Regions from separate parts of the Delphinus delphis genome. Here region 2 is linked to region 1. The links are chromatin contacts, called in public Hi-C maps. All regions are on one chromosome and are shown on one strand. Each heading gives the region's core, a stretch centred on a gene start, on an enhancer-like site or on the middle of the called end of the contact. The rest is flanking DNA. Distances are from core to core; before and after follow the strand shown. Region 1 holds the start of PSMB1 (proteasome 20S subunit beta 1). Region 2 holds the start of DYNLT2 (dynein light chain Tctex-type 2).

Evidence for each region. Hi-C and Micro-C count contacts between places; a contact is called where the count stands out from the background.
Region 2: a contact with region 1 is called in a Hi-C map of muscle, with 10 times the contacts expected there. The contact joins the promoter of DYNLT2 here to the promoter of PSMB1 in region 1. A contact is called at or near these places in 3 of 3 Hi-C or Micro-C datasets (lung and muscle).

Annotation. Positions count from the first base shown.
Region 1 is chr14:298,713-301,914 of mDelDel1.2, forward strand. It overlaps PSMB1 (proteasome 20S subunit beta 1), which reads left to right and starts at 1,579. Exons shown (of 7, transcript XM_060029599.2): 1 at 1,579-1,614; 2 at 2,669-2,979. The coding sequence starts at 1,594. TBP (TATA-box binding protein) reads right to left here and starts at 1,232. Exons shown (of 9, transcript XM_069541355.1): 1 at 1,115-1,232.
Region 2 is chr14:791,145-794,222 of mDelDel1.2, forward strand. DYNLT2 (dynein light chain Tctex-type 2) reads left to right here and starts at 1,647. Exons shown (of 4, transcript XM_060030462.1): 1 at 1,647-1,804. The coding sequence starts at 1,697. ERMARD (ER membrane associated RNA degradation) reads right to left here and starts at 1,569. Exons shown (of 18, transcript XM_060029612.1): 1 at 1,535-1,569. The coding sequence starts at 1,540.

The DNA of each region.
Region 1 (3,202 bases), core at 329-2,828:
ACAGCAAATATAAGTGAGGTCACATTATCAGGATTCTAAGTCATTATTACATGAGCAATATGAGCAGTGACAAGATTCTGAAGTGCACCATGAGTAGATCTACTTTGGCAAGAGTGTGGATGAATTCCAATAGATAAAACTGGAGGCTGGAAGTTCGGTTTAAGACTCACTGCTGTGGTTCAGGCAAGAGCTAATGAGGGCAGGATTTAAACCACTCATTAATATGACTACAGATTATCCAGAAACTGGTGGCTCCAGACCCCTTTTTACAAACTAAGTCTAGATAACAAATCTGTGGAACTAGGTTGAGGCCTCATGTAACCATTTTCAGAGCTCATCTCTCACTCCCAGTGATGGAACTGACCATCTTTCCTCCCCTGTGTCATTAAAACCGCACAACTATTACCGCACTACTGTATCCTCACAAAAGAGAGTTGTTTGCAGAATCTCCTCATTTTTTGGTCAAATTCGATATTTTTTGGAAATAATCACTGATAAGGGAAAAGACTCAATTAATTCTGCATAGCCTTCTAGTGACTGCATATGTAAATCAAGCATAATCTTTTCAGAGACGTCTACCTGGAGTTTTAAACGAGAAAATCACACAGTCCAGGGCCTAGGGAGGGAGACCTCGTAAGGAAAGTGGTGTGTATTTGTATCTTAACGCTCTAGCGTGCCTGAACTCTCCGGCCTCTGACAAAACGTTAAAAAGTCTCAAGCGCAACTTTATTATAAAACCACCACTGCTGGTAGCAAAACAGGTGGGCACAGGCCAGGGTGAATCTCCCTTTGAATATCGAGAGGAATTAACGGATGGCAGGACATAAAGACTCCGCGTCTTGGATGCGCGGGACTGTCCTGTCTCAGGCCCCTCCCAGCACCCTGCACCACACGCTCGTACTATGGGAAGCCGCTTTCGAACTACGGCAGAGGAAGGCACTCGGTGGGATAGGCAGCCGGTACAGGCCGAAGCTGCGGCAGCACGAGCGGGAGGAACAGCCCCCGCGCGGTGTCCCCGTCCATTCCGCGCCTCCTCCCACCATCACCCCAGGGCCCCGCTGCAGCGGTCACCTCTACACGAAACCTCCGAGAAAAGCTCAAAGGGCTTTTTTACCTGGAGTCACTGCAGAGACAACTAACAGTCGGCGAAAACGACGTTAAGCCGCAAACGGCCCAGGCGCCCGCTACGGCGACCGTTCCCGACCCTACAGAACTCCTGGCGCGCGTTGTTAACGTCACTTCCGCCAGTTCCGCCCTCGGCTTCGGCCGGCAGCCCACCGTGCAGCGCGGGCCATGGGAAGTGTGGGTGTTGCGTCACTTCCTGTGATTTGCTGGGTATTCGGCTTAAGGGAAACAAGGGGCGGGGCGGAGCTCTTCTGCCTTCCGGCGAGGCCACCCTGTCAGAGTATTTTACGATTGGTTGTTGCTGGATGTAGTAGGCAAGACTGATTTTTAAATGTTGACTGCTTAAACCGACTAGCGATGTGACATTTAGCAAGTTACCAGACCTCTCCGCCTCAGTTTCTTCGTCTGTAGGATGGAGTAATAATAGCACGTGTCCTCTAAGGACTGTGAGATGGATTAAGGAAATGCATGAACAGCGCCTGGCACATGGTAAGCATGTTAGCTATTCTCAAACATGTAGAATGATAAAACAAACAAACAAAAAACACACCTGGTTTACAAATTCGATTATATTTTAATTCTGCTGCTACCATCTTATACAGTATTTTTACATTGGTCACAAAGAGACTATAGGTAGTTGGACCCCAGAGTACCTCTCCTATGGCTCATTTAGGCATAATTACATGTTGTAATGCTTTCCTTTGTACTTCATATAATCAATGAGGTTGTGAGCTCCTTAAGGATAGGAAATGTTTTACAGAATTCTTCTATCCAGGCCAGTACCTGAATAAGTACAATACTTCTCTGTCCATAACCATCAAAGAAAATCCTTTGTTTAAGTATGGGGAAAGTTTTAATTAAAAAAGTACTTTTCAAAAATCTTCTCTGCTTCCAGAATTGCATGTATATATCAGACAGTCCATTCTATATTAGCCAGCTGCTTGTCTGCTTTTTTACATAACATTTTTAAATTGTAAAATATAATATTCATATACAGAAGTACATAAACCCATGTACAGATTAACAGACGGTATTAAATCAAGTAAAGACAACCAGTACTGCCAGCACCACGACCCGTCCCCAGCCACACAGGCCCTTCCTACTTACTGTGTACTCCTAAAGTATATAGTATGTATTCTTTTGCTCAACGTTAGAAGACTCATCCATGTTGATGTGCCTTCGCTCTAGCTGAAGTAGGTTAATTTTTTGCTGTGACACATCCCTCAGTTGCTTTATCCATCCTGCAGTTTATGGACATTTAGCTCATTTCTACTTTGGGGCCGTTAAGAACAAGGTTTTATGAACATTCTTACACGTCTTTCTGGCCAGGGTACATACCTCTGCGTGACACTGCTGGGTCATGATGCGTGTGTATTTAACTATGCCGAGTAATGCCAATCCCTGTTCGAAATATGGCTGTACCAATTTACGCTCCAATAGAGTCTTCGAGCTTCCGTTGCTCCATAGTTTTGCCAATTTCTTTGTAAGGTCAGACCTTAAAATTTTTATCCATCAAGAGTGATTTCGAATGTTTCCTTGGCAGAGAAAGCCTTTACCTCTCTGTCAGCTCTCTTGGAAGAGCGGGCACCGGCTACTCACCGGAAGGTTACGACGCTTGCCTCTAGGACCAATGACCGGCGTGAGACCGAGCGGCCGGAGGCAGCGCCGCGAAGCCGGAAGTGGCGCCATTTCCGGTAGGGGCCGCCATCTCGCCGTGAGACAGCAGGAGCGGAGCAGCGGGATGTTGTCCTCGGTAGCCGCGTACTCGGGCCCGGGGAGAGACCCGGCCATGGAGCCTCACAGCGCCCCGGGCCCTTTGCAGCTGCGCTTTTCGCCCTACGCTTTCAACGGAGGGTAAAGCCCGGAGAGCCGCCGCTTCCTCTTTCTCCCCCCATGTCCCTGCCTAAGGCTGTCGGCATGGCTACCCGGCTTTGCCCCGCCAGCCGCAGGCCTCCCTCTCCGTGGTTGCTCGGTTCGATCTTGTTCCTCAGGGCTTCACCGTACAGGCCGGTCACTGGGTCTCGATGTGGACGGGCAGGTTTGCGTGGACGGGAGGTAGAAATTGATATCTGGGCTC
Region 2 (3,078 bases), core at 397-2,896, 490 kb after region 1:
TATAACTCTAAAAGGTCACATTCACATCAAAAGGGACTCCTTGCATTTTTAAACAGGATTCGAACTCTAAAGGAATGAGCTGTAGTTCTGGAGTGACAGGTGACAGACAGAAATGGTATTTCTGCACAAAAGCCCATCTACTCCACGAGCAGAATGGGCCCTGGATTTGGCACCTGAAGTTGTAAAAAGGGTTCCTTTTGGTTGTAGGCACTGGATCGACACAGTTGTCCCTCAGACTCAACCAAACAGTAAGATCTTAGAGCACAGAGACCACGCCTTATACAATGCTGTAACCCCAGGACACAGCATAGACCCTGGCACACAATAAATGAAAAATAAGAGTTACATGAATGATTGGCTCCTCCTACCCTGAGCTGCAATACACCCCTCCAGGTCTCCAAGACCTTCAGATCTGAGGAATGGCTATATGCTACCCCTACCAACACACATACAATTCTACAAGTTGGCTTCTGGGTTAACTTTTAAGCCCATACTCTGTTGGACAATAAAATCCAACCTCAAATCAACAAACATTAGATGCTGCAATGCTCTGTCACTCATAACAATAAATACATCATCCTGTGTATTACACTCAGGAACATGCCTGTCCCCCCCCCAGAAGCCAGAAACCCTGCATGTTTATGTACATGTGTGTGCACCTCCCACGCCCTTTTTGTACTTCAGTGTCTTGTCCAGAGCAGCATGGGGTAGTGCAAACGGCCTGTGCTTGACAGCTAGAATGATCTGAGTTTGAATCCTTTCTCAGACTCTTTACCTCTTGCCTTGAAAACGTTACTTAACATACCCGAGGCTTTTAACTGTAAAGCGGTGCAAAATATTATCGCCTTCTCTGGTTGCAGTACTTAGAGATGATACTTGAAAAGCACCTGGCACACAGTACTCAGAAAGCAGCAGCTAGTGCTAAAACTGCTGACAGATGACTGACATTGAACTCCCCGAGGCAGGAATGTAAGTAAAATCCTTATTTTGAGGCAACCCCACTGAATCCGATCTACGGTCAGTTAATGAGACCCTTGTGATTTAGTTTTACGTTATCAAAATGGCCTAAAAATGTCCAATGTAATTCTGACTTGCAAATGTGAGCCAGAGGCGAGTATTCCTACACATACTTCCCACACTGCTCAGGGTACCACCTAGCGAAAACTTCCCTTGGGGCGAAAGCCAGTCAGAACAAAAACTATAACCAACGGCGCGTTGTGCGTGCACGACCCGGCCCCGGTGAACAGCTCCGGGCCGTGGCTGTCGAGGCCACAGAGCCTCCACACGCGCGCAAGGCGTCCCCTCGGCCCCCACACCACGTCCTCGCGGACTGCAGCCGGGACCTCGAGCCCCAGGAACGACGTGGGGTCGGGCGGCGCCAAGAAGCAGGAGGGCGGGGCGGGACGGGTCCAGCAGGCGCCACCCAGCGCAGGCACGGCCGCCCTCCGCCGCGGCACCGGCTGCGGCCCGGACGGCGCTTCCCGCGCCGCACCCCGCGGGGCGCGCTCAGGAGAACCGGCGACTGCAACTCTACCTCCATGACTTACGGCTCCCGTCCACGGCGCCGAGGGATGACGCAAGCCACGCCATGCCACGTCACGTTACGTCACGGCCCTCCCTGCAGCGCACTTCCGGCTCCCGCGGCGCAGGCGCGAGCGAAACCCTGTCACGGAAATCGTCCGCGAGAGCCTGCGCGATGGAGAAGCGGGGCTGGGGTGGGAAACCGCCCTCGGCCGCGGCGCCTCAGCAGCCGCCGATGATGCCTCGGAAAGAGAGGAGGCCTAGCATGTTCGAGAAGGAGGCAGTGAGTGAGGAGACTCGGGACGAGGGCCAGCCCCTGGGCTGCAGAGCTCCGGCTTTTGTGGTGTAGACCCTAGACCACCGCGCTAACTGACTGAAACAGCTTCTTCAGTTCTCTTCAGATTTGTTCAGCCCAGGTTTCCTAAGAGGCGCTTTCCCCAGAAATACGTAATTTTAGTGTGTTTAGTGCCACCACACAAACCGCAGCTTTACCAGCCAGAAGTAGGTGTACGTGTTCTGTGCTTCAAAATAATAATAATAATATTTGGATTGGATATACCAAGCAGAACAATGAGATGTTTTGAGTTTTTGTAAACAGCAGCAGCCTCACTATTTGAGGAACGTACGAGAAAGTTAAATTGAAAATAATTCTGTTCATTAACTTACTGTCTGAAATTAATGCAAAATGACATTCAGTTTTATTGGTGGTGTAACACCATGATTTCTGTATGAGCATAGTGTGAAAACCATTACAGTACAAAACTGTAATCATAGAGCTGGGACTTCTGGTCCACTTGCCTATAATTGTTCCTTTCATACCTACTTCGTGGGACCCATAATCAACAGGATGAAGGAGAGATAATAGGCAAAACACTAATTTTTTTTTTTTTTTGCGGTACGCGGGCCCCTCACTGCTGTGGCCTCTCCCGTTGCGGAGCACAGGCTCCAGATGCGCAGGCTCAGTGGCCATGGCTCACGGGCCCAGCCGCTCCGCGGCATGTGGGATCCTCCCGGACCGGGACACGAACCCGTGTCCCCCGCATCGGCAGGTGGACTCTCAACCACTGTGCCACCAGGGAAGCCCAAAACACTAATTTTTGAAGATCCTTATTTCAAATAACAGAATCCTTCCCAACCCCCCCCCCCAAAAAAAAGTCATGGCAACATTTCAGGGTTCTAATGACTGCTCTTTGGTGTCTACATTTTACAGAGGAAAGAGAAACAAAAGGAGGAAAAATAAATAGGGCAAGTTCTCAGAACCAAGCAAAAGCACAGCAAGGCCAGAAACCTTAATATATTGGATTTTAAATTCATGCTCCCAGAAACTTTGTTGTATTGCCTCGTAATAAGTCTGAGAAAAAGATAGGTCGCCTGCAGTAATGAAAAATATTTGTATTTTGAGGTGCCTTTTATAAACTTACTGTCTACTGAAGATCTGAAGTCTTGAAAAGTGAGGAAGTCTGAATCCAAAAGGAGGGACGACAGATAGGTTCACTTGGTATATAGGCCAGAATCTGGGGAAAAGGGAACATGGACCAAGGCAGTTCTTGCTTATTT